Linked DNA regions of Hordeum vulgare: region 2 is linked to region 1. The links are chromatin contacts, called in public Hi-C maps. All regions are on one chromosome and are shown on one strand. The core of a region is the stretch at or near the end of the contact, and the rest is flanking DNA. Distances in the headings are between cores, read along the strand shown.

Evidence for each region. A called contact is a pair of places that touch in the nucleus more often than the background predicts.
Region 2: a Hi-C map of seedling shows a contact between it and region 1, with 5 times the contacts expected there. The contact joins the promoter of LOC123410396 here to the promoter of LOC123407722 in region 1. A contact is called at or near these places in 1 of 6 Hi-C or Micro-C datasets (seedling) and 1 of 1 datasets of contacts at active chromatin or transcription factors (embryo).

What each region holds. Positions count from the first base shown.
Region 1 is chr7H:240,072,059-240,076,496 of MorexV3_pseudomolecules_assembly, reverse strand. It overlaps LOC123407722, which reads left to right and starts at 2,591. Exons shown (of 2, transcript XM_045100917.1): 1 at 2,591-3,314. The coding sequence starts at 2,719. LOC123407723 (a long non-coding RNA gene) reads left to right here and starts at 3,824. Exons shown (of 2, transcript XR_006612664.1): 1 at 3,824-4,438.
Region 2 is chr7H:240,306,869-240,311,306 of MorexV3_pseudomolecules_assembly, reverse strand. It overlaps LOC123410396 (NEP1-interacting protein-like 1), which reads left to right and starts at 1,814. Exons shown (of 3, transcript XM_045103333.1): 1 at 1,814-2,169; 2 at 2,288-2,466; 3 at 2,558-3,227. The coding sequence starts at 2,001. The coding sequence ends at 2,941.

The DNA.
Region 1 (4,438 bases), core at 1,342-3,841:
CATTGTTGCTCCCTAAGCTCATAAGTGCCCGATCTCTCTCCCTAGCCAATCAAAGTTGTTGATTTTCTAGGGATTGGTGGAGAAGGCCTAGATCTATACTTCCACCAAGAAAAATTTGATTCCCCCACTAATCCCTTGCGGATCTTGTTACTCTTGGGTGTTTGAGCACCCTAGACGGTTGAGGTCACCTCAGAGCCACATTCCATTGTGGTGAAGCTCCGTGGTCTTGTTGGGAGCCTTCGAGCATTGTGTGGAGATTGCCCCAACCTTGTTTGTAAAGGTTCGGTCGCCGCCTTCAAGGGCACTAATAGTGGAATCACGGCTTCTCGCATTGTGTGAGGGCGTGAGGAGAATACGGTGGTTCTAGTGACTTCTTGGGGAGCATTGTGCCTCCACACCACTCCAATGAAGACGTACTTCCTGTCAAAGGGAAGGAACTTCGGTAACACATCCTCGTCTCCATTGGTTCCACTTGCGGTTATCTCTTACCTTTACTTTATATTCCTTGTATTGTGGTGTATTGCATTTGTCCTTATTGTTGTTATAGTTGATTGCATCATATAGGTTGCTCACCTAGTCGTTCATCTAGAGAACCATTTGTTAATTAATTGTAACTTGTTAAGAAAAGCTAAAAATTGGTAGTTGCCTATTCACCCCCCCTCTAGTCAACCATATCGATCCTTTCAGATGCCCTTTGGGTATTTTTATTAAAAAAAGACAAGTGTCGCATCAAACACCTAGGCATGGAAGGATTAAGGGTATTGCTCATTCTAATGATGGCTATAGTAGCCCTGCCTCGCACACGGAATTGGACATGCGGTTGGGCATAAGATTGTACGGGCTAATGACCTGGATTTAATCTATAGAATTGTTTTTCCCATTATTGAGGATAAAACTTGGTGTGTGGCGGTTCTAAAAAATTAGGCTGGCACACCCATGCGCTCGAACTCTCCGCGGAAGGAAAGAGGGGACCCAGGAGCGATCTTATTTCCCTGTCCTTCTGCCGGTGACCTCACCACTTCCCCTTGCCTGTGATGGCCCCTATGGTTCTTTTCTTTTATATGTGTTATCGACTTTTGGGTTTTTACATTTATTTTTGTTTCCTTTTTCAAATACTTGTTAATTCTTCAAAATACGTAAATTTGTCATATACATGTTTAACATTTTTAGGTTCACGTTGAACATTTTTAAATACATGTTTAGATATTGTTTTTGAATAAGGGTTAAACATTTTAGAATACATTCAACATTATTTTAGTGGCAGGATTTTTTTACATTATGCAAACAATATTTTACATTATATTAGCATTTGTTTTAAATGCCATAATCATATTTTTGAAATGTGTCAACATTTTTTAACTGCAACATACTCCCTCCTTCCTAAAATTCTTGTCTTTCATTTGTGTAGATATAAATGTATGTAGTCACGTTTTAGTATTTTGATACATCCATTTTCAGATAAACCTAAGACAAGAATTTTGCGACGGAGGGAGTACATTTTATTGAATGATATAAAACATCTTTTAAACTCACAAGTCCAAAAAAACTAAATTGTATATTTGTTTTGAGAAAAATATCATAAGTATTGTTTTGAAACATGGGAACATCTTTTAAATGGCGCTAACATTACATTTGAGTGGTAGATCATTTTTCTACGCATGGCAATCGGGCCGGGTTAGGCCCGGGCCTGGGGTTTCTACTTTGGGCAAGCTCGGCCTGGTCCGATGAATGGCCAGGTATAGGTTAGAGGAATAATATATGACATGCGTGTTACATAAAGCATGTAATTAGATTTGCATGTAAAAGGAGTTTCTAATGATATATTCCCTACGTCTTATATTGTAAGAGTGTTTTTTACACTATACCAGTGTAAAAGATACTCTTATATTATGAAAGGGAGGAAATAATTTCGATATCGTACATCTCATGCATTGTTAATTTTGTCAATGGTCAAAGGCAACCTCAAAAATCGTATTAGGCCCTATATATGTGAATGGAGTAACATTTTCCAAATATATATTTTTGAATACATGGTCAATATTCTTCTACACATATTTTAAATTTTTCTTATTATTGATTAATATATTTTTAATAGATGGTAAATTTTTTCGTTTACACATTCATATATTTCAAATGTTTTTCAGATAATTTTAACATTTTTTAAATGCTTGATTATATTTTTTAAATACATGATCAATTTTTTACATACACATTAGATTTTTGTATACATAAGAAATATTTTCTCTACACATATTTAACACTTTTTAATTATTTGATTAACATAGTTTCATATGTTTTTACGTAATTTTTTTTAAATATTTGTCTTATAGTATTTGAGAGTATAAAAAAATATGAAATAAATAGATCAGCCATCTTATTATAAAATAAAGTAAATAGTACGCACACTCATGCGTATTTCGAAAAATAAATAAAAATAAAGTAGAAAATAAAAATAGAAAACGTGAAAGGAAAACAAAGAAACAAGGCTGTGGCCTCCCGTGCGCCTGGGCCGGCTCATCTCGTGCCTCCCTTCATGCGAGGTTTCCTCTGTCTCATTTTTGGTCGCTACAGCCGAACCAAGCCCAATAGTTTCTCTTGTCCCGACTCCCGAGTCCATCGCCTGAGCCGCAGAACCCGAACCATTTTTCACTCTCTGAAGTCTAAACCCTACGTCCTCCTCCGCCTACCACCCTTCACCCTTCGCCGCCGCATCCAGCCATGGGTAGCAGGCTGGGCCGCCGCGTGCTCCACTTCGCCAACCTCCCCATCAAGCTCATGCTCCCCCCGTCCCCCCTATCCTCCGTCCAGGAGTTCGCTGTCAGGACCGTCCCTTCCGCCTCCAAGGTCGACATCCGCCGCTGTCTCGAGTCCATGTACGGCTTCTCCGTCGCCGAAGTCCGCACCCTCAACATGGATGGCAAGAAGATCCGCCGGGGATCCTTCCTCGCCGCCAAGCCAGACTACAAGAAGGCCTACGTCACTCTTCAGGCCCCGCTCTCCGTTTCCCCCGACATCTTCCCCATCGGCGCGATCCTCGGGCAGAGGGAGCGGATGGCCAGCGCAGCCGCGGCGAGGAGGAAGGTTGTGGAAGGGGCAGAGGTTGAGGGGGAGAGGGAGGGGAAGGGGAAACATTGGATGGAGGACGAGAGGGAGGGCTTCTCCAGGGCCGGATGCGGCAAGGTCGTGTATGGGAACCCTGGGAGGCTGGGGAATAAGAGGAGGGGACGTCGTGCCAGGCCGAATGAACAAGCTGACGAAAAGGGGGCAAACTTCCCGTGGAACGGGATGCGGCTGGCTACCGAGAAACCTGCTAGGTGAGGGCTCTGGATCTCTCTATATTTCTTGATCAAGTCATTATGCACAGCTCGTTTCATTAAGACAATGTCATTCTTTCTGTCAATGCGAAAGAGGAGAATTTCTATGCTTTTCTACCGTCAGAGAACAATTCTGGCCTTCATTAGTCTAGAGGAAATCAAGATGGTAATGGTAGAGGCAGTGCCAAATACCTGTGCACTTACTTCCTTACTATGTTGCCATCATATTGAGTTATGCACTCGGATGAGCTTTTCTGATTCATACCGTTGACTAGTTACACACTACTCAAACTTCCGCAGCTTCTTCGATGATTTTGCTCTATGGCTTAATGGAATTATGAACAATCTAGCAGTACTTGGTGATGAACTGCAGGAAGAAGCCTCAGAGAAATTTCTCTGGGCTGTCTCGCCGCACTACTCGCATGTCGCTCTCTACACAGACCCCAATCGACCACTCTATGTTCTCCATCGAGGAGCTAAGGAGATGGTTCAACGCGGCAGAGGTACAACATAGGCTGGATGGATCTAGCCAGGGCGGTAACCGCCTACTGCTAGCTGAGGAGCAGTGGGCTGTGCGACAATAGAGGTCTAAAAAGCACGGACACGGGGATGGAAAGGCAGGGGTACACATACGGGGATACGGAACACATCATTTTCCAAAAACAGCCATTTGGGGATATGGTCGGTATATATAAAATAAAATAAATATATGCCATTTAATATAGAGTTAATACAGAAAATTAAAGAGAAAGAGAGTAGAATAGAGAATACTGCCCCATTCGTTGTCTCTTTTGTCAAGTGCTTGATTGATCCTTGTCCCCCATGTCATTGCAAGTTGCGTCTTGCAGAACACATCAAACAGTAAAGAAGATTAGAAGAGTAGAACACATAACCGGAGGACTATACAATCACATGAAAACAGGAAAGATGTTTGCTTTGCTTACCCAATTTGCAATGCCATTTGAGCTCCTAATTGCAGAATGGTTTAACAATCTCAACACCGTATTGCAAATACAAACAATAACAAATTGACAAGCTCACATAGACATAGTCTAGCAGTCCCCACTAAGAACATGACAAATAGGAGCATAACAAGGTTCAGATGGGCAGATGGCCGCAGAGTC
Region 2 (4,438 bases), core at 565-3,064, 240 kb before region 1:
AGCTTCTCTCACAAAACACATTTCTGTGTGAAAAAGCTTTTGATTTATTCATCACTATTATGGTACTAAACATCAAAAGTGAAGAAAACGCATTCAGGTCCGTAGACCACCTAGCAACAATTAACAGCACAGAAGCGAGTCAAATATAACCCATTGTGTAAGTTTGATCTAAATATTCCCTCTATTTGAAAATATAATCCCTTGTAGAGATTTCTACACGGACTATGTACGGACATATATAGGGACGTGGATTTTTGGCTCTGGGGAGCATATGCTCCGTAATAAACAGTAAAATTAAAATAAATAGTGAATAAGTTTTAAAAATTCTGCATTTTTTTTGTAAATGTTCATATTAGTGTGGCAAGTGTGCTTGCCAATTTTCATGCCATATGATATAGCAGTGCTTCGTTGGTGAAAAAAATAAAATTAAATGTAACATTTGGAGGTAACATTTCATGTTCGATTTGCTCATTTTGCACAGACCAAAACACTTAAGTTTTTCACCTGTAAATTTGCATGTGCCTTTTGAGTGTTACAACAAACACATATATTTTTTTTTCTTTTAAATAACATTTGTAAAATACATTTTTAACACGCAGGAGCATATGCTTCCTGGAGCCAAATTGAATATCCGCATATATAGACATATATTAAAATGTCGATTCACTTATTTTGTTTCGTAATCCGTATTGAAATCTTTAGAAGGACTATATTGTACTCCCTCCGTCACGGTTTAGAAGGCACAGTTAGACTTGTGTGCGTTTCCTAAATAGACAAAGATTAAGGCACGTTACATTTACTCCTAGTAGCTAATTAGTGCTCTGTTGTACTACTTTTATATGCATGCGTAGTGTGAATTTTATTTTTTAACTCATTTCACAGCTAATCAATAACCACCTAGGTCTTAAAGAATTTGCATGCACGTCTTCTAAACCGTGACGAAGGAAGTATTTAGGTTAAGATATTTATTGTATATATGACATAGGTTAAGATATGATGCATTGGAAATGCCTAATACTACTAACAAATCGTGACACAAACACATGATAAAACGTTTTTTATGACAAATTTGGTGACATGAGGATGACAATTTTAGTTGTCGATAATATTTTGTTCATGGGCAAGTTTCAGTTTTCATTTTCTTTTTTATGGTAACTTTAGTTTTGAAAATCACTAGTGCGAGAATACTTCCTGTCACACGTGTGACATTTATCATCTGATTACTAACAAAGCACGTTTTATTTTCCAAGATGACTCCGCGCGTTCGGTGAGAGAGAAAAGCAAACACATATTTCTCCCCCTCTCTCTTGGTCCGTAACACGTACGGCTGCACCCGTCACGCAGTCATGGAGTGAGGAGAAGTTTCGGAGTTGGCTTGGAAGCAGCTGTTGCGTTGAGTAGTGCCCGAAGAGGGAAGCTTAGCCGTTAAGAGATGGAGCGGGTGAAGGCGGGGGCAACTGGCACGTTGCCATCACCGGCGTGCCGGATGGGCTCGGTCCGTTAGCATTTATGAATGATTGCCTTGTTTCCCGCCTCTCTATTTTCTCTTTCCCCTGGACTCTCTCCGCCACGTAGGCTGCTACGCCGAGCTAGTTCGTGCGCCACGTGGGATATCTGACACGTGTGATTGGCCTAGGTTGTCTGCATAATGAAAAATCAGTGGTCGCGGACGGTGAGCTGGCAAGCCATGTGCACGCAACATGTCCTCCCTCCAGTTAGCTGGCTAATCCATTTTTCGGCCAGCCACGAGTCTTGGGCTAATTAATCAGCGCGTACGAGTAGTACCACTAGTATATAATAAGAGCTGCCCCCCTCCTACATCATCTACAAAATCTTTGATCTCACCAACATAAGCCTTCCTCGTTCTTTCATTCAGCTCTACACCTCTGATCATCCAGCGGCGGCAATATATTCACCTCATCTGATTCTGATTCAATTTGTTGTCCGACACCCGATCGATCCGCAGGGCGCAGCGAGAAGGTAATCCGGCGGCGGCAACCATGGAGGCAGCGATGGCTCGCGGCGACACAGCAACATTCTTCTCGGGCCAGGAGGAATTCTTGTGGGGCCAGGACCAGGAGGACGCGGCCGAGGGGCGCATATCCAGCCTGCCGGCTCGGGTGGCCGGCTCGATCGTCCGCGGCGTGATCACCTTCATCTTCGCCACAGGTCAGTTGCATACATGCATGCATGTTTCTTCTTCCTTTCATTTCACGGTGCACATGCATGGCGGCATCCACATCGTGCGACTGTTCCTGATCGACTTGTGTTGTTGTTGCTGCTGCAGTGGGCACGATTCTGGGAGCCATCACGGGTGGGATGATTGGGCTGGCGACGGAGAGCGGCCTCGTTCGCGGCGCGGGCATCGGTGCCATCTCCGGCGCCGTGGTGGCCATGGAGGTTGTCGACAGGTCCATGGCCATGTGGCGCTCCGACGAGTCCGCCATCTGGAGCGTCCTATACGTGGTACGTGATACAAACCTGACCAACTAACAAACTACACACCTGACTGACTTACTGGAGCAATTGGTTACTGATGATGATTAATTGGTTTCAGCTTGACGTGATCTGGAGCCTCCTGACGGGCCGTCTGGTGCGTGAAAAGGTGGACCCGGCAGTGCAGAACGCCGTCGACAGCCAGATGAACGCCGCGGGCGACGGATTCAGCGACGGACCGCCGACGCTCTCCGAGATGTTTGACATGGGATCCGCCTCCTTCAAAGGCATGGCTGCAGACGCCATCGCAGAGCTCCCCGCGACGACCATCACCGAGCAGCAGGCCGCCGTGCAGAACGGCGGCTGCTCCGTGTGCCTCCAGGAGTTCGAGGCCGGCGAGGCGGCGCGGAGCCTGCCGGAGTGCCGCCACACGTTCCACCTGTCGTGCATAGACGGGTGGCTGTGCCGGCATGCGTCGTGCCCGCTGTGCCGCCGCGCCGTCTAGGCTTGGCGTGTCCGGCTCCTTAGGATCCATGTCAATGTGTGCATAGCCAGCGTATACACACACGTGTTACGTGCGTGTGTGGCGCTAGCACGTATACGGCACGCGCACGCACATACGGAAAGTTCGTTAATCTCTTGTAGTTAGCTAGCTGGGTTGAGACTGACATTACATGATATGTATGCCGACAAGTACGTTCTTTCGTGACTTGGTTCGTTGCCTTCATAAGGCTGGTTGTGAACGTGTGTACAGAAAATCATCAGCGTTCAGATTATTATCCTTTTTCTCATTTCTCGTTGCTTCTTCTCAAGTCGTACGTATATCTCGTGGGATCCGCTTCGGTAGAAACATAGAAGGACACAATGATCATACGAAAAGAAACTTATACCCATCAGTATTATATCTATCTATACCTACCTAATAATAATAATAATAATAATAATAATAATAATAATAATAATAATAATCTTTACCTAATAATAAAAAAGCTATCGCTTCCGTTGGAAAACCCACCGAGGTGATATTACAAAAAAGCCCTTACTGTTTATGACATTAAACTCGTAGTATATATTAAATATATTTTTAAATACTCATATCTTTTAAACCGTAACTTCAAATTTAACATATTATACATGGAATTTGATTAGAAAAATATATAGAATTTAAATATGATATTATTTTATCTGTTAAACGTTTAATAAAAATACTATCTAGGGTGCAATCTTAATAAATAAGTCATTATTCGTCTTTCTTTCATACCGGTACTCATCCGGGTTGGGGATGAACACGTCAACAAAATCAGGATTAGAGATGAAACTGAAGGTCACTTGACTGATTCTTTGTATGTATTAAATCTACATGCAAGCCGTGTTAAAATAGAAGATCTGGGAAATTTTGAACTGCATTTTTGTAGGATAAGACCATCTTTATTTGTATCGTAACTATAAATTCTCAAATTATAGACATTTTTTATAAATTAAGAGCGTGTGCCGTGTGGTATTTCTTTCTCCCGTTGCAACGCATGGGCCCTTTTGCTAGTAATAATAAAGAGGCTATCGCTTCCGTCGGAAAACCCACCGCGGCATTTTTATAAAAAAAACTATAATTTTTGTTATTAAACCTGCGCTCCATCATTTATCTGCAACGCAAAATAAAAAAAATGATTCGCTGCAAAAATTATACCCGTACGCATCGCCTCCTCCCGTCGACCCTGGGCCATCCTGGCTTGTGCCCAGGCCGCCGCCACACCACTCGCCGCCGCGGCCGGCCTCAACCGCCACCGCTGTCGATCTCAACCCACCCGCCTGTGCGTCTGTACCTCTCCCCGCTCATTGTCCCCGTTGCGGCGCTCGAGCGCATCGCGTCAACCCTGGTCCACCCTGGCATGTGCCCAGGCCGCTGCCACACCACTCACCGCCGCGGCCGACCTCAACCACCACTGTTGTCGATCTCAACCCACCCGTCGCCCCGGCCGTACCTCTGCCCGCTTGCTGCCCCCGT